Linked DNA regions of Mus musculus: regions 1, 2, 4, 5 and 6 are each linked to region 3. Evidence: chromatin contacts called from public Hi-C and promoter capture Hi-C data. All regions are on one chromosome and are shown on one strand. Each heading gives the region's core, a stretch centred on a gene start, on an enhancer-like site or on the middle of the called end of the contact. The rest is flanking DNA. Distances are from core to core; before and after follow the strand shown. Region 1 overlaps Stard13 (StAR-related lipid transfer (START) domain containing 13). Region 2 overlaps Kl (klotho). Region 3 holds the start of Pds5b (PDS5 cohesin associated factor B). Region 4 overlaps Stard13 (StAR-related lipid transfer (START) domain containing 13). Region 5 has its middle 71 kb from the start of Kl. Region 6 holds the start of Kl (klotho).

Region 1 (4,310 bases), core at 426-2,925, 500 kb before region 3:
TGACTGGTTCTGTGGCGGGCTAATGTAAACTCACCTGACAGAATAAGGACGCCTGGCAGCAGGCACCTGCAGTGGTCAAACATTAACTAACTAAGACAAGAAGTTGTTTCAGAGTCCACATTTCCCTCCTCCCCTGCCTCCAGATTCCCAGCCATGGTTTGCACGAGGCTGCTCTGGTTCTGTTTCCTTCATGTGAGCCTTTCTCCTGTGGCTCTGGTCATTGTATTGTTGGTTACCTTTTCAGAGCCTGCTCTGGACACTGAAGCTCATCAGTGCCAAGAACGACAGAGGGTGTAGACAAGGTCCTTTCATCTCATTGACAGTCACTCTTCTTCAGTCTGCTTGAGCCTTGCAGGTGGACCCATAGCCTTGGGGGGAGCCCTGCTTCACATTACCATGCTGTCATAGCTGTAGAAAAAAATATTCAGGGTGCCATGTGGACAGGCAAGTGATCTGCAAAGTTTGCTAACATCTGTATGCACGAAGATGAAACATTCAGACTGGAGTCAGCCATTTAGTCTTTATATTTCCCATTATACATCTTAAGTTTTGGAGTACTTCTCATTTCTAAGCTTAGCAACAGTAGTCTCGAAGCTACCTTCTAGAGCCTTCCCAGGGTTAATCTACCAACTGTCTTCAAGGAGTCCAGTGTGGTTGGAAATGATTCTCCTATTGTGTTTTCATTAAGACCTGAGTTTACCCTTTTGGAAAATAAGCAAGATTGAGCCTCACACCTTGCACTCACCCCTCCCTTTTCTTAGATGCATAAATGAAGGCTCTATGGTGTTAAATGAACTTTCCTGATGTCCCACAGCCAGTGAGTGCTTGAACTGTACTCTGAACTCAAGTCTGGGTGAGCTAAGAGCCCATGTTGCTCACCACTGCCAATCCCCATCCTCCTTCTAATTATAAGTAGACATTGTTTACTTGGACCCAAAGATGGTTTGAGTGTTTGTTCTTTGTCATTATAGACACAGTTGGCCCCTCCTCCCCTCTCCCCCCATTGCTGGAGAACATCATTCAGCTACAACCAGCTTGTGACCACCCTACACTAACACCCTCTTTCTGCCCTCCCGCTGCCTTCCCAGAGTTGGCTGCTCTTTATCAAGAACTCTGCGTCCAAAGTAAATGTCAGGACAGCAGGACTTCTTGCCAGAGGCTGGATAGTGTGGTTAGGTAGGCCCTGGCCCAAAAAGAGGGAAAAGAAAAATTTCCTCTACCCTTGGCCTAACCTTCCCACTTTCTACCTTTTAGAATGCTGCCTTTCTCCATAAAAAGTGCCTGGTGGAGTGCCCAGCCTCCCCTACACTTCCCCAGGGGCTCCCAGGCTGAGACTCCTGTGCCTTCACAGTGGGTCTTTTCAGACAGGAGCTGATCACATGGGACTTGAATTGAGCCTGTGCTGGTCTGGGGACAGCAGCCCTCAAAATCCCTGGCTCTATAATGCTGAGAAAGAGTGACTTATAAGAGGGTCCTGATTTACAGAAAGAAGTCTTGTGTGGAGGATTGTTTTCCCCCTGCACATTGGACAACTCCGACCTTATTCCAGAATGGTCCCAGTTGTAGCTGCCGAACAGTAGCTCGTCAGAAGAAGCAATCAGTGCTCTGCCAACTTAGACTGTTTGAGAAATTTTGCCAGAAGCAAAACAGGATCAAAAATAATAAACAGACCTCCTCCCTTGCCGCACCACCGCTGTTTACATGAGGAGACTGGTAAGCTGGCTGTGCCACAGAGCTCTCAGGGGAGGGTTTTTTGTTGTTGTTTGTTTTGTTTTTTCTTTTAAGCAGAAAAGGTTAAGTTGAGGAGTGCTCTCTTGTATTCATTTTGAGATTGTTCCAGGCTAGTCAAGGTTCTAAAACAACAGACAGCACTAAGGAATGTCTGTCTTCCAAATACAAGTTACCTGTTGTGGTGAGGCATCCGCAGGGTAGAAAACCCAGGAGTGGTGTGAGCCTAGAGAAGGAAGGCTATGTTTTAGGAGGAAAGACCCCACCAGTGAGGCAAGCTCAAAGAGGCAGGAGGCCTGGCTTTTAGGATACTCTGTCCTAGGTAGGGAGTCCCAAGTGCTTTCACTTCCCCACCAGACCACTGTCTGGGGAGGGGGGGATGGTTGATAATGAGATGGGAGGATCAGCTCTTGCCCATCAGCAGTGTTACTGAGGGGGAAAATGAATGAAAAATTAACTGAAATGAATGTGTGGTACTCCAACTCTTGATTGGCTCTCCAGTAGGTCTCTGCTATAGGGATCACTGGAGAGCTTGACTCTATTCTCTGCTGTCCTGGGTTAAGCACAAAGCTTGCTTCTATTCCAAAACCAGTGATTCACAGAACTCCCCAAGGACCTGGAAAGAATGTGCCACTTCAGCACTGGTTTGTTTTAAATTGGTTCCCAAGTCATTCTCCTAAATTCTCAGCTTCCTTTAAAATTGTTTTATAGGCTTAATGTATGATGAGTAACTGTCTCACTCACTGAGGTCATTGTGAATTCTAATTTTCCCCTCTCATTTCTCATGAGCTCTGAAGGGTCACGGACATCATTTGGTACTTTTACTTGACTAAGCATTGTTTCATCCTTCATGAACAATTTCCTGTAACCATTAGCAAAGCAACACCTTTTAAAACAGGAGATATTGTGTCACAGTGTGAGGGACTGTGACAGGGCAATGTAAAGGGTAGGCTTTTGGGTTTATGGAAGGCCAGCTCACTGCCCAAGGCTAAGATCCTGTGCAGTGTCGCCAAGCAAGTTGGGAGGCCTTTAGGCATGTTCTCAGATCTTAGCTGCTTGTACGACTTTGAGGGGACAAAAGGAGGCTGGGGTTACACTGCCCAGATGGTTTGACTCTTCATAGTCACCTCCTAGCTCAAGTCTTATGAGAGAAGAGCAGAAGACAGCAAACACACAGTGTGTAGACACATCTCATTCTGTACTCTGTTTCAATATCCGTTTTATTCTATTTGCTTTAACTATTTGTTTGCCTATCCTGGCTGGATTTGAGGAGACAGTCACTACTTAGCAAGACTCAAATGAAGTCTCTGAAAAGTGCTCAGTGCATCTGGTTATGGTTTGGAAAGGCTGTGTAAGTCTGAATTCAGTGGCGGGAACTGGAGGGAGGACATGAACAAAGACCAAAGGGGCCTGTTTGGTGGAGGAATACCTAAGCTCATGGCTTGCCAAAACCGTTTCCTTCACCTGGGACTTCACTGACTTCATCCCTGCTCTCCAACGTGAGAATAGCATCTACCCATGTCCATGTCCACATCCATACAAACACAAGATGCCTCTCTCTGGGTTTCCCAACAGCCTTTGTCTTAGTGGAATACTTTTTTTTTCCTTCATAGCTGGATCTGCCTGGTGCATAGACATTTAAATACATTAGCATGTTTGTGATTGATATTAGCAATTTGGCTTGTGTGCTATGAAGACTTCAGAACCTTGATTTAACATGAAGCACCAAGAGGCTGAGTCTTTTCTGAAATTTCTAGTGTGTAGGTAATATGCATCAGTTAAGGCCACCAGCCTTGTTATTTTCCAGATGGGGTTCAAATCCAAGTCTTCATACTTCTTAAAGTGATCTTGAGTATTTCCCATGATCCCTGCAAACTTGTTTCGTAAGCTATACAGAATACTGATGATGGCTACTCCATGCAGTTGTGAGAATGAAGTATTCCCATATACACACATATGAATGTTCACTGTAAAAAGAAAAGAAGGTATAGCACTAACAATAAGCTACAAGGTCCATTCTTCTATCGATTAGCTACTCATGGGGTAGATTCAAAAGCCAGGCTGTTCGTAACTACACATAGTGGAACTTCAGGCCACAGTCATAGGAGACCTAAAGTTAACCCATGTGAAATACTCTCAGAGGAAGGAAAGACATATAGAAGAACAACTTAGAAATTACACTTTTAAGCAAGGAGTTTCCTAGTAAAATGGATTCAATTTCTGAAAGTATATAGCTGTCAAACTACAGTTAAAATAGGCAATATTTTTGTACTTTAACAAGATGAAACCATATAAGTACAGAGCCGAACTTCAACTCTGGCATGAATACAACAGAGGAATACTTAACATTATATAATGGTTCATAGATCCAACCTAACTTGCCCCAATAAAGCACTGGCTTATTATACTTAAAATACTTATCTGGTGGGTTTAGAACTCAACTTGATAGAATCAGCCTAGGGGAAGCATATCCCACCTACCTTAGCCCACTTACAAGTTTGCAGCTAAAAGACAAGAGAACACCTGGCTAGCATTGACAACATATCCTCAAAGCTTAGACTCCCCCTTGGCTTCTTTTCAAA
Region 2 (4,765 bases), core at 80-2,579, 320 kb before region 3:
GGCCACATCTCTCAAAACACCACCAACAACTGGGGACCAAGTACTCAAATGTCTGGGCTTAGGGGAATTCATTTCTCATTCAAACTACCATGCCTACGTAATTCCTATGAGTTTTAAAGTCGGTGCTGGGTAGGATGGCTCACACCTGTAATCCCAGCACTTGTGAGGTTGACCCAGACGATTGCCAGGAGTTTCAGAGCAGCCTGGGCTATTCAGCAAGTACCAAGTCAAGTTGGGCTACAGAGTGAGACTCTTTCTCAAAAATATTAAGATTTGGAGAAGCCAGGATGAAATTACCCTGCTCTTGTTTTAGCTTCGGTGGTAATCCTACCCCCAGAGAAGCTGCTCTATTGGTTTTTGTTGTTGTTGTCATTGTTTGTTTGTTTGTTTTTTAAAGCTCCCAGGTGACTGGAATGTATTACCAATACTGGATCCCACTGGTCTTAATCACTCTATCCCCTTATAGATAAGGACAACCCCTGGTTGAAAAGATATCTTGCTTCCGGTTGTAAAGCAAATTTGCTAGTAGCCTAGCAGTTCCAAGATCCCTATCTGATTTGGGGCTGCCTCTACTACATAAGAGCTTGGTCCTTCTGAACTCCAGGCCCTCTCTTTCCATGCATAGGAGTTGGCAGATTTCTTTTTTTCCAAGAATGTTTTGCCAGGGCTGGGTTTGTGGCTCCATCGAAAGTGTGCTTGCTTAAAATGCAAGAACCTTCAGTCCCCAGCACCACACTAACCAGGTGTGATGGTTTGTAGCTGTGATCCCAGCCAGCTCTTGGGAAGTAAAGAGAGGAAGATCAGAGTTTCAAGGCCATCCTCTGCTATGTAATGTGGTTCAAGACCAACCTCGAATGTGAGAACCTGTCTTAGACCAAAAACAACAAAAGCTTTGTGATTAGGAATTTAGCTCAATAAATAGTGGAGCATCTGCTTAACGAGTGACAAGTGCAAGACCCCAGGTTCAGTCTCCAGAACTGGGGGGGGGGGGGGGGGGGGGGGAATCAGACACACACACAGGCACAGACACCCACACACAGAAACAGACACACATACAGGCACACACACAGACACACAGAGACACACACACAGGCACTCACACAGGCACAGACACACAGAGACACACACAGACACCCACACACAGAGACACACACAGACACACACATATACACACACACAGATACACATACACAGACACACACATACAGACACACACAGGCTCTGTGAGTGCTGCTCCACCCAGGATCCCACAGAGCAGACCCCTCACCCACTCTCCTGCTCTGTCCCTGTCCTTCCTTCTTCCCTGGATGAGTCATGGTGATGTCACATGTCTTCGGGCACTAGATTCCTGCACCTCCAGGATGACTAACCTGCACTGCCAGCTATGTGGGTTGGTAAGGAATGACAGGCAGGGATAAATTAAAGCCATTTTATTACGGCACCAACAACAATAAAAGCTGACCCACTCATCATGTTGCTCGTGCGTTCATCTTAACTGTCAATCTTTCTCTAATTTTAAGTCCATTCTTCTCCTTCCCAGCTTAGCACTTCTGCCCCCCCCCCCCCGCACCCCCTCTCACACCCCTCCACCCACACCCACCCCTGCTCCTATCTGTTGAAACATTCCATTTGAAACCTTGGGGCTGTTTATCAGAGACTCAGGATAGCCTGTGATTTAAAGGCAGAAACGAGTCCGTGTCTTAAATGTAGCACTAAGGCCATGAACACTGCACAATTTGCCATCTAATAGCTTAGATGTTGCTAGCCAAAGCTTTTGATTCACTTTAACCAAAAATAATACAAAATGCCTTAGGCAACATTTGTGCTCTAAGCTGTAATTAGCAGAAACTGCAGCCCAAAGAGATGGAAAGTTCCAAACTCATCAATTCTAGTCATTTATTAAGGGAAATGGCTGATGTTTCTATTGCAAAAAAAAATTATACAAGATAAATAAAGTCATTTACTGTTAAATTGTTTTACCATAAAATAAGCATATTCAAAGATTATACTAAATGAAGAAACCCTACTAACTAAAGATTTTGGAAATAAGTGAAAAATTGATGTCTGCAACTATTTACCAACTAAATAACAAATACGCAAATTCTAATGTTCTGTCTGTGTCATTAGATTGTTTCAAAAGAGCAGATGGTACAAGACACAAGTAAGGATGTATCTTCTGCCAAATGGTCTTCAGGATTCTACCCATAAAAAAAATTGTATAATTAAACAAAAATAACACAACAAAATAACTTAGTATCATAAAGTAAATATAAGAATTGAGTTTTCTTTCAATTTTACTAAAGGAATCCGTCTGAACATGTCTATGAAAAGTCACAAAAATTAACTGATGTGTCAGGGTAAATAAACCATCTTGATAGTAACACTTTATTTTTACAACATTGAGCTCTAAATATTGAGTTATCAACAAATCTGAAACATGTTAAGAGTAAGTGGGATTAGTCTAGAAAAATTATGTCACACGCTTTTCATCGCTGTGATGAAATAAAGTCACGCCCCCCCACCCCACCCCCAAAAGACAACTTTAGGAGAGAAACCATCTCCTCAGCCTGAGACTTTAGTAGACCTCTGATCAGTATTGGAACTATTAAAGATAGTGGGGGGGGGGGTTTAGGAGGGGAGGGGGGAGTTGCTGGAGAGCCAGCTCAGTGGTTAAGTTCACTGAATGCTCTTGCAGAGAACCCTGATTTGATTCTCAGCACCAACATGGTGGCTCACAGCCATCTTTAACTCCAGTTCCAGAGGATCCGACGCCCTCTTCTGGCCTCCATTGGCACTGCATGCATGTAGTGCACAGACATACATGCAGGCAAAACACACATAAAATAAAAATAAATAAAATCTGAAATAAAAAAGGACAATAAGGAACTTTTGAGCTTAGAATGAATATACTTTATGCCATGGGTTGGCCATGAGTCTATGGGAGCCATGGGTAGAATGTAGTGGTTTCAATGTCAAAACTTCCCTCTTGGTCTCCCATTGATGGTACTGTTTTGAGAGGTTTTGGTCGAGTTAGGAGGTTGAAGTGAGTTACTAGGGGCAAGCCTTGAGTCTGGAAAGCCTCATCCTATTCTTGTCCTCTCTCTGTTGCCTGACTGAAGCAGTTGCTGTCACGTTTCACCTGCTTTGATGGACCCTATCTCCTTGAATCTTAAGCTAGAATAAACCTGCCCCACCCCCAAGTTATTTCTGGTCAGGTATTTGATCACAGCTATGAGAAAAGCAACAATCCACATATAGGTCTTTAGAGGATACGTTCCACCAATTGTTTAGCCTAGTTGGGAACTAGATGTGAATTACTCTATAGGTTATAGAGGAACTGTAGAAGGGAGAGGCGGATTGGTTTATCTTGGTGTTGAGGGTCTCCCTGGGAATTTACATATTGGACTCTTAATCTCCAAAGATACATTAATGAGATTTGGTCTCCAGAGATCTTTTGAATTAGATGAGGTCAGGAAGATGGGGTCCCCATGAAGAAGATGGTGGCTCCATAAGGAAGCAAGTGCTGACGAGCTTGCTCTGTCTTGCCATGTGATAATCCCCACCGGCTTGTACAGCAACAGGTCTGGGCCAGATCTTTGACCTAAATAAACTTCCATTCTTTATGAGTTGTCTAGTTGAACGTACTCAGTCATTATAGTAGACAACAAAGGCAACCCCACTAGCCAAAAGCCCCTCCCCCTAGACCCTCTCTGCCTACCCCAGTCCCCGAGTCTGGCACAAGAAGCCCCGCCTCTTCTGTCTAGCCAATGGCTGGAGGTCTCTGAAGTTCTACTGAACATGAAGTTCCCATGATGCTCATTGAGCTGGTGGGCTTCCCGGTGTCTGGTTCTTCTCTTCCTAGCATTTTGCCATTCTCGTACTGTTCTCTTTGGCTTTTTGTCTGTGTTGTTCTCTCGTGTCTCTCAGCTCCTGTGGCCATCTGAACGGCCCTATTGCTCTGGTCACCTTAGCAAATGTGAGAATACTTTGCTACTTAAAAAACAGAGTCTATAGCCCTGGCTGGCCTTGACCTCCCAGTTATACCCCTGTCTCAGCCTTCCATGTACTAGATTATAAGTTCAAACTACCATCCCTACTATTAAAAAAAAATCACTACCAATCCACAGACACATAATTATGGTAGAAGGTAAAGATGCACAAAGATTGGTTATAATGCTTTCTCAAGAAACAGAATTACTTTTCTTTACATTCCCGGAGTAAGAAGAGTAAATGATTCAGCAAGAAAGTTATTTCTAAATGATATTTATTATTGAACTAATTAATGGGAAATTGGACCAACAAATAAAACAGTTTTGAGCTGTTCTGGCAATATTCTCCATAACTATTAAAGTTTTGCTCTTGAAGACTAATGACAGAAAAATTACTTCAGTAAAAATGAATAAGAGTTTGAGGCTAGCCTGGTCTGCAAAGTGAGTTCCAGGACAGCCAGGGCTATACAGAGAAACCCTATCTCAAAAAACCAAAACAAAACAAAACAAAACAAAAAACAAAAACAAAAAAACCCAAGAAGATGTATGCCTACGTATCACATGATCTCAGTATACAAAACACAACACATAGGAACTGTCAGCAGCATCTCTGTATTATATTATAATTTTTTCTTTACATATAGTTTTTGTTTCTTAAATTTTTTACAATTAATATATATTACTCTGCGATCAAGAAAAATAGACATAAAATAAACTATTGATTCTATAGCATTTGATTTCAATAATAAGTCCAGATGTATAAAGAATACCACAGC
Region 3 (4,355 bases), core at 369-2,868:
ATACTACTCCCCACTTTCACCACCCTAAAAGTGTGTTTAATATTTAAACTTTGGGAATTAATTTATTAATCTTATGTGCCATATAACTTTTTACCTCCAAACTCGCCGCTGTAAAATCAGTTAGGTATTATGCTGTCACCATGAAATGGAAGATTACCTGTTCCACAGCGGCCTGCCATAGCTCCCAAGTGTTCACTCTACTAAAGTCCCCCAAACACTAGCATCTGACATGTCTAGTGCACAGCCAAGAGATAGCCTCTGAAACCCGCGCTTGTGCCAACTTAGTTGACTTTCACAAAAGTTAACACAGAAAACACCCCCTCGTGGAACTGTTAACTACATGTGCTGAGAACAATGCTTAAATTGCCCTTCTCCACTTCAGTCATCATAAGTTAGCTACAGCCCACCTCCTACACTACATACACCTGGCTTTTAAAAGGTTATTTCGTTGAAGTCCACAGGCCTCCCCAACTCTCTCAGGACCTCAGACCAACCTTCAAAAATGAAACAATACTTCCAAAGCTTCAACAAGTATTCAACAGAGAGACCGCTCCTTGGAGCGATTACAGCCACCCATCAGTTCCTAACTCTAGTATCAAAGGAGCATTCTTTGAAATCAAAAATATGGGGGGGGGGGGGGGCTTTTAAATCTTGGTAGGGTTCCTGAGGATGGAGCGAACGAATCACTCTTCTTTCAAACCCCTCGGGAGTTCGTACTGGAATAGCATGCAGCGCTGAAGAGCAGGTGCTGAATTTCGGGGTTCCGTCGACCCTGCAAACACCTGTCGGCTGCATGCTACATGCCTGCTCCTATGTGCAAACATCACATTTGCTCTTCAACGTACAGAGCAAAAACCGAAACAAAACAAAAAGCAGACCCACAGCCACAGCCGCCGCCAACGCCGCCAACACCAACGCCGCCGCCGCCAGGGCTTCTCCCGGACCGCAAACTTTTAGAGTGTCAGTGGAATAACGGTGCAGAGGCGGGCGGGCGAGCCCGCACCGCACACTGTCCGTACCGCCGTGGGGCTGCACCCGCGGTCGCCCGAGGACTCTCTCTCTCTCTCTCTCTCTCTCTCTCTGACTCTCTCTGACTCTCTCCTCTTTCTCTCTCTCTCTCTCTCTCGCTCTCGCTCTCTCGGCCGGCTCCCGGCTCTTCCCCGACTCCCGAGCAGTGCGGCGCGCCTCCCCTCGCGCCGGGCCCGCAGGCAGCCGGAAGGGGGAAGCGGCGCGGGGGGCTTCTCTCCAGGGGGAGGAGAGGGGAGGGGGAGGGGCGCGGCCGCGGCCCCCGCAAAGGTCACTCCGGGCCGGCGCCAGCCGCGGCCCGCGGCCTCCCCGCCCCCGGCCCCACCGCAGCCCCGCTGGGACACCGGGACACGCGAGGCTCAGCGGGCGACGGCTCCACGCGCGCACGCCCCGCTAGAAAAATGGAGCGTGGGGCGCTGAGGCGATGAAGAGGCGCTCCCTTTCCGTTACCCGAGTCGCTCCTACCTCCGGTCGCCCGGCTCCTACACTCCTCGCGCTCCTCCGATCTCGGGGATCCGCCGCCCTCGCCGCCGCCGCCGCCGCCGCCGCATCCAATCGCCTCCTCCCGCCCCCCCTCCCCTTCCGCAGCCAGTCCAGGCCGTTCCTCCGCCTCTCCGCTTCAAAATGGCGCCAAGAGCAGCTCCGCGGCTGCTCCAATCGAACCGCGGCGGACAGCGCCTGGGGGGCAGGCAGAGCGCCGCGTGGGTTCTCAGCGCCCCCTACCGGCCGCACGGCTTCTCGCTCAGGCGCGTGCGCACGCGCTCCTCAGCCCGCGCTCCGGGCTCCGCCCCACACACCCGGGGGCGCGCACGCGCAGGCTCCGCCCTGCTGGCGCGGCCTCCTCTGTCTCCTTGGCAGCAGAGTGATGGGCAGCTGTCAGTGCGTTCTCTCAGCTTGGACTCAGCCTCCCAGGCTTTGGCGGGAAATCTGTAGATAGCTGAACTCCGCTGGCTTTGGCTTTTTTTTTTCTTTCCTTTTTTGGATGAGGCTTTTTTTTTTTTCTTTCCTTTTTCTTTCCTTTGCCGCCCTAGCTGGCCTGTGGAGCTCACTGTGTACACCAGGCTACACATGATCTTACCATGTAGACCAGGCTGCCCTCGAGTTCAGAGATCTGCCTGCCTCTGCTTCTGCCTCCTTAGTACTGGCATTTTCCCTACGCCCGGCCTTTTTTTTTTTTTTTAATTTCTAAAAAAAAAAAAAGGAGGGGGACGGCGAGATGGTTCAACGGGTTAGAGCACCGATTGCTCTTCCGAAGGTCCTGAGTTCAAACCCCAGCAACCACATGGTGGATCACAACCACCCATAATGAGATCTGACACCCACCATCTTCTGGAGCGAGAGGGTGCCAACTGGAGTGAGTAGAGGTCCTAAGTTCAATTCCCCAACAACCACATGAAGGCTCACAGCCATCTGTATAGCTATAGTGTACTCATACACATAAAATAAAAAATAAATGTGTATTATTTTATTTGAGAATACGCTCTCACTATGCAGCCCTGACTGGCCTAGAAATCACTATATAACCCAGGCTAGGCTCCATCCTCCAGCCACTGCCTTCCCAATGCTGGGACTAAAGGTATGTGCCACCACTCCTGGCTTTTTTTGTTGTTTTGTCTTGTTTTGTTAGATAGGGTCTCACTATGTAGCTCTGTCTGGGTCTGGAGCTCACAGAGACCCACCTGCCTCTGCCTCTATGCCTCTGCCTCCCAAGTGCTAGAATTAAAGGTGTATTCCACCTCTTGTGCGATGTTTTAAACCCTGTGGTGCAGCACAGATTATGTGCTGTGTAAATGAAAGATTATTAATGTCTACATGGCTCCTCACCGGTTGGTGGACCTAGGGATCCAGTGTTCATCCCACTGCTCAAGAACCCCCCTTAACGGGGTGAGGAAGCGATTGGAAGGCCACAAAGATGCCATCCAGAAAATGAGGTTTGTGCGCCCTTGCCACTTCTGCCCTCACTGCTGCAGCTGTGGGCTGGGCGGGCTAAGATGGAGGTTTCTCTTCACCCCCAGGTCCCTGTCAGAGCTGACAAGTCTTGGTCGCCTTTTGCTCTTTGATGCTGTCCATCCCTGCAGTGAGCAGGATCTCCCTGCACTAGGACTGTTTGTTTCAACAATGAACATGTGAGGTGAATCGGGAGCTTATGGTAAGATATTCGAAACGAAAGATAGGCAATGCAGGTTTATAAACCACAGTGTTTGTGCTGGGGAAGAAGAGCCTTAAGTTGTAGCAGAGCAAGCACCTTCAGATACTAGCACCTATTCATTCCCTCTCTCAGCAGGGTTCCTGGGATCACTCTGTCTTCTACAGAGCTGTACTACAGGCATCTACCCATTTTATGCATCCACTAAGCCTTGGGAACTCTCCTATACAACTTCAATGTTCCCAGCAAGGACAGAACAGAAGAGCTAGATAGGTCTTAAAAAAAAAAAAAGCAAATCTTTGGCCCTGGCTTCTTAGGCAAGCGTGGTGCCACTCACCTTTAATCTCAACCCTTGGGAGGCAGAGGCAGGCAGATCTCTGTTAGGTTTGAGGTCAGCCTGGTCTACACAGTGAGTCCCGGGACAGCCAAGGTTACAGTGAGATCCTGTCTCAAAAACAAAACAAAGTAGAAAGAAAGAAAGAAACAAAGAAACAAAGAAAGAAGCTTCCAGCTCTTTGTTGTTATTTTCTTTCTATTTATTTATTTATTTATTATATGTAAGTACACTGTAGCTGACTTCAGACACACCAGAAGAGGACATCTGATCTCATTATGGATAGTTGTGAGTCACCATGTGGTTGCTGGGATTTGAACTCAGGACCTTCAGAAGAGCAGTCGCTGCTCTTAACCACTGAGCTATCTCTCTAGCCTCTGTTGTTATTATCTTTCCCTCTCAATTCTGAAACCCCTAAAGATACATGTAAGTTTCTTAGGAGCCACAGAATTAGAGCAAGAATGTAGGAACTACACACTGCCACCATCCAGATTGTTTAATATGATACAATAGGCGCTGAGCACAGAATGCTTGCTCAGTACATAATTCTGTTGGGGGTGTGGTCTTGACAGTTTAGAGTCGTCAATCATTTGCTGGAGTATTGCCAATTTTACCATGCATGCATTAATCAATTTTCATAACCGTGCCAAAATACTTAAAAAGAACGATCAGATTGGTTTGGTTCATAGGTTCTGAGGTTTCCATATATCTAGGGTGAGCTGACTGTATTCTTCCCAACCCTGGGTGAGACAGACCATCATGGTCCACCACTTCCTACCAACCAGAGAGCAGTCTAAGAGATTTATCTCTTATATTTTTGGTTGTGAGCGTATCCTTTAACGGCTGAGC
Region 4 (4,469 bases), core at 1,932-4,431, 410 kb before region 3:
ATGTGCACCAAGTACATGCAAGTGGCCACTGTGGCCAGAAGGGTACATTGGATGCCCTAAAACTTGAGTTATAGGCAGTTGTGAGCCACCTGTGTGTGTGCTAGGAACCGAACCTGGGTCCGAGCAGCTTGTGCTCTGGAGTACTAAGCCATCTCGACAGTACCTCATCTAGATTCTTGAACCATCTCTTGCCTGTCCCTCTCCAGTACCTCATCTAGATTCATCTCTTGACTGTGCCTCTTAAATTCATTCTCTATCCCACCTAAGTATATCTGTCTAAGTATGGTGCTATCTCTCAGCATAATATCCTTCAGTATATCCCCATTGTCCCCGCACTGCTCCTGTGATATCTTCTCTTAGTCCTCCACAGTCTTGCTCCAATGTTATCTTTTCCATCCAATGTACTCAGGAAGTGACTGGTATCTTCTACTATTTATCATGCTCACAGCCCATATGAGACTGAGAGCCTCAAGGATAAGAACTATCTTTTGTTCATCTCTATATTCTCAGCCTCTTCCTGGGGCACAAGACACACACCCTTAGATAGATGGATATCAGCTTTTCTCTCCCAGGACTTCCCCAGGAGAGCCCTGAGTTTGGTGCTCAAAATGAAAGCATACTCTCCCTTTGGTGATTTGGGTATTCGTCCATCTACAAGATCATAACAGCAGCAAATGAAGACTTCACAACCATTTCTCCTGAAAGGCTCAGACTACCTTCTTTGCATTAATAACAAAACCCAGATTGCTACAAGCTTAAAGAGTAATGGGCCAACCTGGGCTTTTCTGCTTCAGTGCAAAGGGACTGCCAGGCTATGCATGGAGCCTCCCTCCATTTTCTAGGTTCTACTAAAACGATTCCACAGTAGACAGAAGCAATAAGTGAAGGAGATAGGACAGACATCACATCTAGCTGGGATGTCACCTGCGTTTGACTCCCTTGAGCCAATGGTCCTCCCAAGAAGCCTGAGTCCTTCTCTGAAAGAGGCAATACCAATGGCCCAGAACTGTTCCCTTACCATCCATTGAACTAACTCACTTTGGTCCCCAGTAGAGGCAAACCGGGTGCAGCTCATAGGCTATGGTGTTCGGTGCTGATGGGTTCTGTGGTCTGACTGCACCAAGACAACAGCAGTGATCTGCAGATACCATAGGTTCATGCAGTGTTCATATAGAATTGCATTTCAGGCCAGTGGTTCTCAACCTGTGGGGCATGACCCCTTTGGGAGTTGAATGACTCTTTCACAGGGGTGGCCTAAGACCATCAAAAAGCACAGATATTTACATTATGATTCACAACAGTAGGCAAAAGTTCAGTTATGAAGTACAACAAAAATAATTTTATGGTTGAGAGTCACCACAACATGAGGGACTATATTAAAGGGTCACAGCATTAAGAGGGCTGAGAACCACTGTTCTAGGCTTCTGAAAATTATAAGAAGAATAAATTATGGTATAAGCTTGGGAGAGGCTCCAGTCCAGTCCATTTGTGGATGGCAAAATACATTCTATAATTAAAATTTTTATTCACGTTGGAACAGTCTGCCAGGCAATCATAAAAAGACCAACGAGGACCATTCGAGAGTTTGTCTTATTACTTATAATTAAATTTAAGTTGTATTTGTCCTCACTGAAGGTTGGCTTCACTCACACCAGAGTTTTATAGCAGTTTTGACAGAGTATAGTGAATATTTCTGGTATATGGTATATTTCTTACCTACAGAAGCCAAATCTGAGAGAGGCTATCATCTATCTCTACAATGTATGTTGCACCCAGTCTGGGTGCTTACAAAGGTCACCGTTGTTTACCTCACCATATGAGAAATAATTCACAAATCAACAATGCTCTATCACACCATGAAGAGATGCATAGTGTCAGACAGTTACCCTAAAGAGTATTTTCTTCTCTCATGGTTTACAGGATTCAGGATGGTCTGTTTATAAGAAGATTGAAATTATACCCAACATTTCTTTAAAAAAAAAAAGTTTGGCTCTTTAACCCTCACCTTTCTTACTCTCTAGCCCTCCTTTTCTCTCTCCCTTTCCTACTCTCTCCACATGGCCGTGGCTGGCCTCTCTCTTTCTACCTTCTCTCCTTTCTCCCTGCCTTTCTACAATAAAGCTCTAAAACCATTTTTTTTAAAGTTTGTTTTTGATATCTTGTTAGTTTATTGTGTACTTAATTTTCAAAGATTTATTTATTTGTTATATGTAAGTACACTATAGCTGTTTTCAGACACACCAGAAGAGGGTGTTAGATCTCACTCATTACAGATGGTTGGGAGCTACCGTGTGCTTGCTGGGATTTGAGCTCAGGACCTCCAGAAGAGCTGTCAGTGCTCTTAACTGCTGAGCCATCTCTCCAGCCCCTATACCCAAAATGTCAAAATGCCTCCAATGATGATAATTTTGCACACTGGATTAAGAGCTAATTAGCATACAGTGGATAGACAAAATCTATCCAGACCACTGAGCTGGAGACAGTGCCCGTGTAAACTCAGGTAGGCATGACCACCCTTCTGTAATCTAATACACGGGACACACAGATAGGAGAGCCCCAGGACAAGCTGGTAATCTGGACCCTTTCGGGGGCTCTCCTAAGACCATTGGAAAACACAGATATTTACATTACAATTCGTAATGCTATGGTTGGGGGTCACCACAACATGAGAAACTGTATTAAAGGGTCACAGCATTAGGAAGGGTGAAAACCGCCCATCTAGACAGAGTTGATGAACTCTGGGTTCAAAGGAGAGGTCTTACCTTAATACGTAAGATGAGGAGGTGAAGACACTCAATGTTAACCTTTGGCCTACATATACACAGCCATGCACTACAAACACATGTGCACATACACCCATGAGAACATGCACACAATACATGTGCAACGAAAACAATCTCTGAAAAATAAATGCACATCACTTTATATCTTTAATTCCAAAGCCCAATAAATAATAATCATTATAATACAAATGGTATCTTTTCAAATTGACTGCTTTTAGAGCCCTTTGAGGTTCATAACAAACTTTAACTGATGCACAGTGCCCACATTTGCCCCTTGCCCTCACATACATTTCTACCACGATCAATATCTGCCAAAGGGCAGTCCACCCATTACAGCATGAAGTACACAGGGTGAATTACAGCACTGCTTTCTATTTAAATTCTGTGCTTTTGACGGGTGTATAGTGACAGACATGCACCACTGTGGCATTCGCATCCATTTCACTGCCCTAAAAACCCTCTGCTCTGCCTAGGCGTCCCTCCATTTCCCTAGTCTCTGGCAACTTCTGGTCTTTGGACTGCCTCCATAACTTTAACTCTTGCACAATGCTTTCTAATTAGAATCACAATTTACAGCCTTTTCATATTGGCCTTTAATAGTCACTTAAGTGTCTACTGTGCCTTCTGTGTCTTTATAACTCACTTCTAATTACCACTCTGTTGTCTGGTTATACCATAGTTCATCTTTCCAGCCACCGGACATCTTGATTGCTCTTGAATTTCACTAGTGATGACTAAAGTGGCTGTAAACACTGAGTGTGTACACATTTACACGTGGAAATAAATCTTAAACCCATTTGGGTGAATACCAACGGGTGTGTTTCGCAGTAATGACCTGTTCAGCTGTCTCACCTGAGCCATGTCCCATTGTCAGCAGCAGTGGGTGAGCGCTCCTGACCCTCGCTCTCTCAGTAGCACTGTTTAAAGAAGCAGTGGAACTCATGATTGCTTTAATTTGCAATTAACATGTTATACTGAACACTTTACGTTGTGTCTTATTTCATTTTATCTGTGTGTCTGTGTCTTTGAGTATATCTGTGTGTCACTGTGTGTGTTTATGTCTATGTGTGTGTGTCTGTGTGTTTCTATGTGTATGTCCCCCTCTGTGTCTGTATCTGAGTGTGGGTCTGTGTGTGTGTTTATGTGTATGTCCCTCTCTGTGTCTGTATCCTTGTGTGTTTGTGTGTGAATGTGTATCTGTGTGTATATCTCTGTGTGTCTGTGTATATCTGTAGGTCTGTGTGTGTATCTCTGTGTGATGTATATCTGTTTTTATGTCCCTGTGTGTGTGTGTGTGAGTGTGTATGTCTGTGTATATGACTGTGTCTGTGTCCCTGTATTTGTGTGTATGTATGTGTCTATGTGTGTGCCTTTGAGTGTGTGTGTGTGTCTGTCTGTCTGTGTCTATATTACTCTGTGTGTGTGTGTGTGTGTGTGTGTGTGTGTGTGTGTGTGTGTAGGTAGATCTATGTATATGTGTGTGTCTCTGTGTATCTGTGTATATGTTTGTGTCCCTATGTGTGTGTCCCTGTGTTGGTGTCTGGGGGTATAATATGTATATATCTGCATGTGTGGGTATGAGTGTACATGTCTGTGTATATGTCTGTGTCCCTCTGTGTGTGTGTGTATCTGTAAGACTCTGCCAAGCCTTAGTTACTGGGGACCCCCGTGTGAACAACACGGAGC
Region 5 (4,444 bases), core at 673-3,172, 350 kb before region 3:
TGTCATCCCTATAAGGACCTGGTAGAAATAACCTATGGAGAGGGAGAATTTTTATTTTTGGTTCAAAAGTTTCAGCCATTCACCTCAGGGTGGAAGCAGAGCAGGAGGAAGAGGGCAGAATTAGAAGCAACTGAAGGGCACTCCCCAGCTTCCGCCATTTCAATGATTGTCTTAGTCAGGGTTTCTATTCCAATCATGACCAAGAAGCAAGTTGGGGAGGAAAGGGTTTATTCAGCTTACTCTTCCACATTGCTGTTCATCACCAAGGAAGTCAGGGCTGGAACTCAAGCAGGTCAGGAAGCAGGAGCTGATGCAGAAGCCACGGAGGGATGTTCTTTACTGGCTTGCTTCCCCTGGCTTGCTCAGCCTGCTCTCTTATATAACCCAGGACTACCAGCCCAGAGATGGTCCCACCCACAAGGGGCCTTTCCCACTTGATCACTAATTGAGAAAATGCCTTACAATTGGATATCATGGAGGCATTTCCTCAACTGAAGCTCCTTTCTCTGTGATAACTCCAGCTGTGTCAAGTTGACACAAAACTAGCCAGTACACTGATCCTCAACAGTCCACTCAAACATGGACTGTGAACTAAATTAAACTGTCCATGCATGAGGCCTGAGTCCTGGAAGCACACACAGGGACACCCAGAGGTGCCCTCAGTAATCTAGTAGGTATTTCTCAGTCCCGTCAAGGTGACAACTATGATTAACTACAAAAACAGCTCAAGGCTGCCAAATCTCACCTTTGCACTTAGGAGAACCCAGAAGCCTTTGATTGTGGGAAGTCCTACCCTTGTTAAGAACTTGCTGAGTCTGCTTTGTCTCCGTCTTATAAAACACAATTTTGTCAAGTTGGTGTTTTTGTTTTTAACCAGAGGAAGACCAAGGTGTTGGCATTCTGTCTGGATTCCACCCCCACAGTTACCTGGCAACAGCCAGGTAGGCCTGGCCCACTATAAAAGGGGCTGCTTGGCCCCTCCTCTCTCTCTCTCTCTTACTCTTGCCTCTCTCTTTTGCCTCTTGCCTTCTTGTTCCCCATCTCTCTCTATTCCCTTTCCCCCCACCCACTCTCCACGTGTTCATGCTGGTTTCTACTTCTCTACTCTCTCCCTCTCTCTGCCTTTCTCTGCCTCTATTACCCTCATAACTCCCCTCCCCGTGCCCTGAATAAACTCTATTCTATACTATACCGTTGTGTGGCTGGTCCCTCATGGGGAAGGGATGCCTTGGCATGGGCCCCGCTGAGGCCCCCCCTCCCCCCATACCTCACCACACCTCCACAGATTATATCTTAATATTTCTTTATCTTTTTATAATCACAACACAAGGACCTGACTATTTCTCATGCCAGTAGGACTCTCAATTCCACAGCAACTTGGAAATGGCAGCTTCCTGCTATCCATCAGTTTTGAGGAGTTTTGGGATAAACCCAGCAGTGTTTATACCCAGCATCGGATTCAAGGAATAGAAATATCCAACTAGCTCTGCAGCTTCTCAAAGGTCTGAGGGAGCCAGCGGCAAGGGAACTGCTTAGAGGGACTGAGATACTGTTATGATTTTCCCCGTGAATCCCAAGGTCTAGCTGGTCCAGTTTTGGTGAACTAGATCCAATTCTGGGCTCAGCTTGATGCAAAACAGACACCCAGCGGGGAACTTGGACAGACTCTGGCTCAGGAGGGATTTTAAACAGCAGCTCACTCAGCGGGGCTCCAGCTCTGTGGAGCTCGCTAGGAAGGGGTGGAGGGGCCTGCTTTCCCAGGGAAGACAGAAGAACAAGCTGTAATTCCGGTTCAAGGATTTGGGAGCGTAAAACAAACAGCGTCTCCAGTTCCCACATTCCAAAGTCAAGATGTTATGCAGAGATTGAAAATAGGTTGTTCAAGGTGACACTTCAGGCTCTGCGACTGCGGACGAGCCTCTAGAGCTAAAAGTTGTCATCTCTCCTTGAAAATGGGCACAATTGCATGAGGCTTTGCTGTGCGAGCACATTACAGACGTGCCAAATCCATTGATTTCCATGTCCGTGTAATTTCAACATACACATCATTTATGCATTAGACCAATACTACTCCCATTGTGTTTTAAAGAATAAAATAAGGCACAGAAAAACTCTCCTGAAATTACCTACCCAGGACAGAAAACCCTGGCAATTGAATCTCTGTTCTCCTGGCTCTTTGAGGAGGAGGCTGCTCTCCACAGAGTAGCCATGACAACCATACAGAGTAGATTTCTTGGGGTTTTCTGCTGAGACAGGAGCTGGAGTCTTCCACAGAACATGTTAAGTATAATTAGCAGATAATCTCCATAATGAAGACACTGCAGACTGAGACCTGCAAGCTTCCTGATGAATTCAGGATTTACAAAGGGATGGGGAGGAGAAACTACTCATTATGTACCTGAGCCTGCAGACCTGTAAATTCTGAGGTATACCCCACTGAGACACACACACACACCTCCAGGTTCTCACCCAGTGACATGTCTGGGTGCAGCTAGTCCAAAAATTGAGACTTGGGGTGAGAGCCCTGGATTTTTTCCATAGTTCTCAGTCCTTTGAAAAGGTGTCAATTACAATGCACTTGGGCTTCCAATTGCTCCCACATAGTTGACCAATCCTTGGTACAAGGGATTGATAAAGAGGCAACTGAGAATTCAGCATTTCTGGGTCTCCAGCTGCATCTTGCTTCTTCGAAACAAGATGAAAGGCTAAGAACACATTCAAAGGTGGCCACACATGGTCATGGAAGAATTTCAGCCCAGAATGTGCCACAGAGAACGGGCCGACATTGAAAACAATAATACAAGGAATTTTCAAAAACATATGTAGTAAAAAATAAAGAGGAGAGAGAGACCAGCTCTGCCTGATCATGTCAATGGGAAACAGAGGAAAGACAAACAATTCTTCCTTGTATGAACTATGACCATCTCCATCTTGAAATTCTTTGAAATTCCTGTGCTGCTGTGACAAGTGCAGGCTCCCACGTTCCCCACGATGAGTTAGGCAGGACCTGGCTGGAGAAAGTGAAGTCATCGGCCCAGAATTTGTGTCATGTCCTGGACTCTTCAGAGTCCTCCACGAAGGCTCCTGGCCTGGGCCTTCCTTACAAAGACTGTCAGCAGTGAGGCCCAAGAGTGACTGTGTGGGCGGAATTAAATTTCTGGTAGATTCTCAGCTGTGAAGCTGCAAAGTAATTCATTCCTGCTTCAAGCTTTTAAGCAATGGCCAAAGTAATTTCCAAAGTCTCAGCTATTTTATGTTCCTGCCAGCAAAGCCTGAGGACTCCAGTGTCTCGCTACCCTCTTGCACGGTGACATCTCCCATTGCCACCTTTGAAGGATGCCCACTCTAGTGGGTATGGATTGTTATTTCAATATCATGCACTGCTGTTTTAAAATAAAATCCCTGCCATTCGATTTTTACCAGTGAAGACTCAGAAGACAGATGCTGGGGTGAAAACCTGCCAATGCAGAGAGGCAGAAAGAGCACACACACACACGCACGCATGCACACAAACATATACACACACGCATGCACACACACACAGGCTGACCTTCCTACTCCACTGACATTCAGAAGGAAAAAGCCCCCTGTCCTACTTCACGATGTGAAGCACCCTTCACCTCGAAGACCCTTCTCTCTCTTTCCTTATGTTCATTCCCCCTCAGCTGGTTGCTTGCTCTACCTTGTGGCCTATCCTTGGCTACCTTTTGTTCTTGCTTGCTGAAAGCTCTTGGGTTAAAGGTGTGTGTTAGGGCTCAGCTACACCACAATAAGTAACAGGGTTTTTTTTTTTTGTTTGTTTTTGTTTTTCCCCAGTTCACAATCTCTGGGTTTACAATGTGATCAAATATCCTGCAAAAATGTGCATCTTTAATTTTTAAAAAATATTTATTTAATGCTAGGCAGTGGTATCGCACGCCTTTAATCCCAGCACTTGGGAGGCAGAGGCAGGCGGATTTCTGAGTTCAAGACCAGCCTGGTCTACAGAGTGAGTTCCAGGACAGCCAGGGCTACACAGAGAAACCCTGTCTCGGAAAAAAAAAAAAATTAATGTGTATGTATATGCTTGTCTGAGTACTATGTGTGTGTGGGTACATTTTAAAAGCAGTTAAGTGTTTAACAGTTCACTGTTTTAGATTTCTAGAAGGCCAAGGCCATTGGAAGGGCTGTATGAAGCAGTGCTCGGTGACATATAAAGTGATCCCGACCTTGTCCCGCTTCTCAGGACCATCTTCCTCGCTAAGCTCTTCCTACCCTAGTGAAGGAAGAGGAACGTGCACGATGACAACCAATTTCCTCTCCAACTGACGAGGGCGGGGAAAATTTCAACACAGGCAACAAGAGAGTCACAACAGGGGCCAAGCAGGAAGACGCTGCCGCTTTAACGCGCAGGATAGCTGGAAGCCGGTTCTGTAAACCACGGAGATGCACAGCAGCAGTCCCA
Region 6 (4,276 bases), core at 1,062-3,561, 280 kb before region 3:
GTTAAAGGCATGACTGACAGGGAGCGGCAGAGAGTTCATGCAATCCTTCATGCTATAAGTGATTACGGAGCACCAGACTTACAACCCCCCACTTTCACATACATAGAATTTATCATATGTACTCCAGACACTAGAATTTGCATCATTTAAATTTCAAGGAGTGATCCTTGTCCCTAATCTCTCTCTGGCAGGAACTGATAATTTGTCTTTTCTTCAAAAGATGGTTCAGTTCACCCACCTGCCCCCACCCCCATGGTTTTTCTACATCAGTCCTTCTGGGTTGATTTGGTCCAGGGCTTGTTGGTTTCTTTAAAAGATGGGCATATTGACCACACTTAGGAATCACTATTGTAAAAGTAACAGTATATAAAAATACACACCTACATGAAACCAAAGCCACGAGCAAACCCAGGTTTTGTGAAGCTGACATACAATGTCAGTTAGCCAATATCTCACTACCCAGAGCGCAGAATCGACTCAATAGGCCAGCGCTGTTCTGCCACAATTGTCTATGGTTAATTAGAAGTGTTTAGAACAGGCCTAGCTCTGTAGCTTAGAGTGTTGAAGTGCCCGACTGGTTAGAAAGTGTTTAGAAGGAGCCTCTGTCTTCAGGACGTTCAGAACCACTGACTGTATTTGGTCACTCACTTCATCGGTGAGGAATCCCTTCAACTAGAGAGAGCACTGTGGAAACACAGATGTTGGAAGAGCCATAAGCACACCCCCCTGTAGATGGTCCCGTGTTTATATGTCCATCTTGCACTGTGTGGGGGGGCAGGGAGGGGGGACTGTCTTCAGACCTATGACAATTCATGGTGATAGAGGCAAAGAAGTTCCTATCCAGCCCTGCCTCAGAAGGGACCTCAAAACACAGCTTAAACCCAAACAGTTCAAGGATTTTGACACTGCTACCAAACTAGATAACCTTGAGTCACTAGCAAGACGGGTTTTACTGAATTAACACAGAGGTCTTGCACGGGCAATGCCTGTTTGCAGCTCGTGAACACGGGTGTTGCTTTCATTCACCGTCTTTATTCTGACTCTGCAGCTGATTCTAACAAATCTTGCTGGCCATTACCTCTAGGAACTTCGACTTCCCAACACCTGGGGAGAAACGCTTGCTCAGTGGAGAAATGGCCCCGTGTCCTTTTCTAGGGGCCCTAAAGCACGCGCTGCAGGATTCCGCTCCAGTTTCTAACTCCACTTCTAGAAGAGAACCCCAGAGCTGCTGGGGGGGGGGGGGTGTCTCCGCCTGCAAAGTGTCAGACCTGTGTGACCTCGTAATGGGTTCAAGTAAGGATTTCTGGAAGTGGCTCTGGCACTTCCGAGGCCCTCTGTCCCCCAAGGTGGCCCCCTGCCTGGCCCCTCGAACTCACCAAAAGTAGGTTGTGGGCAACCAGGTACCCGAGCCTGGAGCTGCCCCTCACGCCCGGGGCCAGGCGCCCGGTGGCATACCCGTGCCAGGCCACCACGTAGGGGTTGTCAATGGTGATCCAGTACTTGACCTGACCACCGAAGTGGCGGAAGCAGAGCTCGGCATAATCCCTGAAATGGTCGGCCAGGGCGCGATTGGCCCATCCGCCATAGGTGTCCTGCAGGCGCTGTGGCAGGTCCCAATGGTACAGGGTAACCACCGGCTGCACGCCCAGCTCCCGCAGCCGCTCCAGCAGCCGCCGGTAGTAGCGCAGCCCCTCGCGGTTGGGAGTGCCCGCGGTGCCATTGGGGAGCACCCGCGCCCACGATATGGAGAAGCGGTAGTGGGTGACCCCCAGTTCGCGCAGCCCCTCTGTGTCGCGGTAGACGTTGTTGTAACTATCGCTGGCCACATCTCCAGTGGAGGACAGGGGAGGCGACGGGGCACCCGACGGCGCCACGACGATCGGGGAGTCGGACGGGGCCGCCCCAGAGTGATGGGTGAAAGTGTCCCAGATGGACGCGCCTTTGCCGTGCTGTCGCCAGCCGCCCTCGGTCTGATAGGCGGCGCTGCCTACCGCCCAGAGGAAACCGTCGGGGAAGGTGTCGTGGAGGAGGCCAGCGGCCTCTGGGGCAGGAGCGCGCGCGAAGCGAGCCCAGGTCTGCGCGCCCTGACCCGGCTCAGCGCTCAGGCAGCGGGCGCGCAGGGCGAGCAGCAGCAGATGCAGCAACAGCAAACGGAGCAGCACCAGCCGCGGCGGGCGGCGAGGAGGGGCGCGGGCTAGCATGCTGCGGGAGCCGGGAGGGCACCGCGCCGCGCCCCTATATGCCCGCGCCCCGCCGCCCTCCCTACGCGGTGCCCACCCCCGCTCCCGCCGCCCCACGAGCAATGATTATCCAGAGCAGGCGCCGCCCCCCACTCCGGCCTGGCACGGGGGCGGGACAGGGGCTCAGCCAGCCAGGGTGCCCAGAGAGAGCACAGCAGGGGTCATAGGGACGTCGGAGAACAAGCACCTGCTGCAGCCAGCTCAGGGAGCAGACTATTCCACATCGCACAATCCTGTGGCCTCCATCCTGAGATGTCCCCGCGTCGCCCACTCCCCGCGTCCACTCCCTTTGCCTTCCTGGGACTGGTGTTCCTGGAGGACAGAAACAGCTGCCCAACTTTGCACAACGTTTGGCGCCTCGGGGGTGGGGGAGTGGGGAAAATCACCTGCTTTCCCCTTTCTCCCATTCTGAGCCCTCTATCCAGGGGAATCTTTCAGAGAACATCCCAGGAGAGCTTTGCTGTATCTGAACACAGCAGGAAGGCAGGGTGGGGAATTCAGGTGGAACTTTGCGAGGTTTAAGAGTACTCAGGCAGTTTTCTTCTGATAAGAGAGTCCCCCATCCCATTAGAGAAGGCGAGAGTCCGCCTTGCCTCAGACCCCAGCCTGCAGAGCCTACAAGAACACACAGTGGGTCTAAGAATGATGGGTTGTGTGAGGCTTCTGTTTCTCCTTTCCCTGGGTCGTCCCCTTCTCTTCCCTCCCCCGTTATCCCCCTTTAACCCTTTAAATCAGCAGTGTTCCTTAATGAGATCCCTCTGGATTCTCTGGTGAGGTTGTAGCTGTGAGTTGTTTTCCAAGAGAAAGAAAAACTCCAGACCACTCACATTTCAACTTCCATGGCACCATATCCCGTTCATCACCCTTTGCCATCCTTCTTATGAATATCCACGTTTTGACGTCCAGCCCTGGCTTAGCAAGTGGGGTCTCTGGGCAGGAGTGCTGGGTGGGAGACTTCTGTCCCCCACGCCGTGTATGTATGTATGTATGTATGAATGTACACCTATACCTATACATATACACGGGCTTTGTCCCATTCATTGGGAAACATCTCGAAGCTCAAAGGACAAATGTACACTAAGATGAGTCCCTAAGGGAAGCCCAGAAAAAATGAAGGATGCCACCATCCTACTCAGTAAGGTACAACTCAGCCGCTGCCTCCCGCCCACAGAGGGATGAGTAACATCCTTGCAGAACAGGCACTCTGAGAGTGATGTCCTCCTCAGAATTCCACACAAATAGAAAGTCAATACAGCCACAAGTGTTACATTCGAAGATGCTTGCTACAATGTCAGCACAGTAAACTTACTCCAGTACTTGATGAAATAGTCTCAACTCCAGCAAGCACACATTATCACCATTAGTGATATGAAGTCACCAGGTGGGGACAAAGACACCTCGTTTCTATTCAGTGTGTCATTAAAATATCTCAATAAATGAAAAAATAACAATGAGCAATTTTTTTTAAATCGCTTCATGCAGCCTTGCAGTCACCATCTTACCGGAAGATTCGACAGCACATATGTCTGCATGCAGCATCAAGGGCCCCTTCTAGAGCTGAAGCTTCAAGTGACTTAAGGAAACAGTTGGGAGGGCTGTAGAGATGGCTCGGTGGTTAAGAGCAGTGACTAGTCTACCAGAGGACCCAGGTGCAATTCCCAGCACCCACATGGCAGCTCACAACTGTCTATAACTTCAAGATTCCTTCACAATATACCTTCACAGATACCCATACATGTAAAACAACAACAAACCCAATGCACATTTTTTAAAAAGTAATAATTTTTAAAAAGAAAGAAACAGTTGAGGCTGGGGATGTACTTAGTCTTACTGTTTAGTGTGCTAAATAGATTCTACCTATTGTTCTTTTTTTTTTTAAGTTGACCAACAATACTAAAAAGAAAAGGAATTTCTCGTACAGCAGTGATTAAAGGGTGACTAACTGCTTCCCATTTGATATTTATCTGCAAGAGGGACATGTGGTATATTAGATGGACCCAGAGTCTACCAAACTTGATAGCAGGGCTCCTAGATCA

Evidence for each region. Promoter capture Hi-C pulls out the DNA fragments that hold promoters and counts their contacts. A called contact is a pair of places that touch in the nucleus more often than the background predicts.
Region 1: a contact with region 3 is called in a Hi-C map of embryonic fibroblasts, with 3 times the contacts expected there. The contact joins the enhancer-like site here to the promoter of Pds5b in region 3. A contact is called at or near these places in 3 of 39 promoter capture datasets (the SN4741 cell line, cranial neural crest and hippocampal neurons), 3 of 484 Hi-C or Micro-C datasets (the 3T3-L1 cell line, adipose-derived mesenchymal stem cells and embryonic fibroblasts), 3 of 115 datasets of contacts at active chromatin or transcription factors (the NIH/3T3 cell line, embryonic limb bud and forebrain) and 1 of 9 other capture datasets (adipose tissue).
Region 2: a contact with region 3 is called in a promoter capture Hi-C map of hippocampal neurons, with 4 times the contacts expected there. The contact joins the enhancer-like site here to the promoter of Pds5b in region 3. A contact is called at or near these places in 3 of 39 promoter capture datasets (the 3T3-L1 cell line, embryonic stem cells and hippocampal neurons), 1 of 15 datasets of contacts at CTCF or cohesin (the NIH/3T3 cell line), 1 of 484 Hi-C or Micro-C datasets (the N1E-115 cell line) and 6 of 115 datasets of contacts at active chromatin or transcription factors (embryonic hindbrain, embryonic limb bud, embryonic stem cells and 2 more).
Region 4: a promoter capture Hi-C map of liver shows a contact between it and region 3, with 4 times the contacts expected there. The contact joins the enhancer-like site here to the promoter of Pds5b in region 3. A contact is called at or near these places in 5 of 39 promoter capture datasets (3T3-L1-derived adipocytes, frontonasal cranial neural crest, hippocampal neurons and 2 more), 3 of 115 datasets of contacts at active chromatin or transcription factors (embryonic limb bud, forebrain and heart atrium) and 1 of 9 other capture datasets (adipose tissue).
Region 5: a promoter capture Hi-C map of hippocampal neurons shows a contact between it and region 3, with 5 times the contacts expected there. The contact joins the enhancer-like site here to the promoter of Pds5b in region 3. A contact is called at or near these places in 6 of 39 promoter capture datasets (3T3-L1-derived adipocytes, hippocampal neurons, liver and 2 more), 2 of 484 Hi-C or Micro-C datasets (cerebral cortex and embryonic stem cells), 3 of 115 datasets of contacts at active chromatin or transcription factors (embryonic stem cells, neural progenitor cells and stem cell-derived neural progenitor cells) and 1 of 9 other capture datasets (embryonic stem cells).
Region 6: a contact with region 3 is called in a promoter capture Hi-C map of embryonic stem cells. The contact joins the promoter of Kl here to the promoter of Pds5b in region 3. A contact is called at or near these places in 15 of 39 promoter capture datasets (the 3T3-L1 cell line, the SN4741 cell line, cranial neural crest and 7 more), 1 of 15 datasets of contacts at CTCF or cohesin (embryonic stem cells), 9 of 484 Hi-C or Micro-C datasets (embryonic stem cells, frontal cortex, myocytes and 1 more), 4 of 115 datasets of contacts at active chromatin or transcription factors (craniofacial prominence, embryonic limb bud, embryonic midbrain and 1 more) and 2 of 9 other capture datasets (embryonic stem cells and pancreatic islet).

What each region holds. Positions count from the first base shown.
Region 1 is chr5:151,172,011-151,176,320 of GRCm38.p6, reverse strand. All of the region lies in intron 1 of Stard13 (StAR-related lipid transfer (START) domain containing 13), which reads left to right. Among named protein-coding and RNA genes, the nearest start is that of Stard13, 16 kb to the left of the region's middle. Within about 2 kb of position 1,675, at least 79 of the 459 cell types and tissues checked have an H3K27ac peak or open chromatin away from gene starts, as enhancers often do. A contact at or near this core is called in the SN4741 cell line, adipose tissue, adipose-derived mesenchymal stem cells and 1 more, where this site is marked.
Region 2 is chr5:150,993,300-150,998,064 of GRCm38.p6, reverse strand. Kl (klotho) reads right to left here. Exons shown (of 5, transcript NM_013823.2): 5 at 4,248-4,765. Among named protein-coding and RNA genes, the nearest start is that of Kl, 43 kb to the right of the region's middle. Within about 2 kb of position 1,329, at least 62 of the 459 cell types and tissues checked have an H3K27ac peak or open chromatin away from gene starts, as enhancers often do. A contact at or near this core is called in hippocampal neurons, where this site is marked.
Region 3 is chr5:150,671,090-150,675,444 of GRCm38.p6, reverse strand. Pds5b (PDS5 cohesin associated factor B) reads right to left here and starts at 1,618. Exons shown (of 35, transcript NM_175310.6): 1 at 1,492-1,618. It overlaps Gm40353, which reads right to left and starts at 4,267. Exons shown (of 6, transcript XM_017321266.1): 1 at 4,262-4,267; 2 at 1,477-1,704; 3 at 883-1,419. The coding sequence starts at 4,267.
Region 4 is chr5:151,079,118-151,083,586 of GRCm38.p6, reverse strand. The region is part of intron 3 of Stard13 (StAR-related lipid transfer (START) domain containing 13); the gene reads left to right. Among named protein-coding and RNA genes, the nearest start is that of Stard13, 110 kb to the left of the region's middle. Within about 2 kb of position 3,181, at least 7 of the 459 cell types and tissues checked have an H3K27ac peak or open chromatin away from gene starts, as enhancers often do. A contact at or near this core is called in liver, where this site is marked.
Region 5 is chr5:151,020,914-151,025,357 of GRCm38.p6, reverse strand. No RefSeq gene overlaps it. Among named protein-coding and RNA genes, the nearest start is that of Kl, 71 kb to the right of the region's middle. Within about 2 kb of position 1,922, at least 78 of the 459 cell types and tissues checked have an H3K27ac peak or open chromatin away from gene starts, as enhancers often do. A contact at or near this core is called in cerebral cortex, embryonic stem cells, hippocampal neurons and 1 more, where this site is marked.
Region 6 is chr5:150,950,642-150,954,917 of GRCm38.p6, reverse strand. It overlaps Kl (klotho), which reads right to left and starts at 2,311. Exons shown (of 5, transcript NM_013823.2): 1 at 1,377-2,311. The coding sequence starts at 2,201.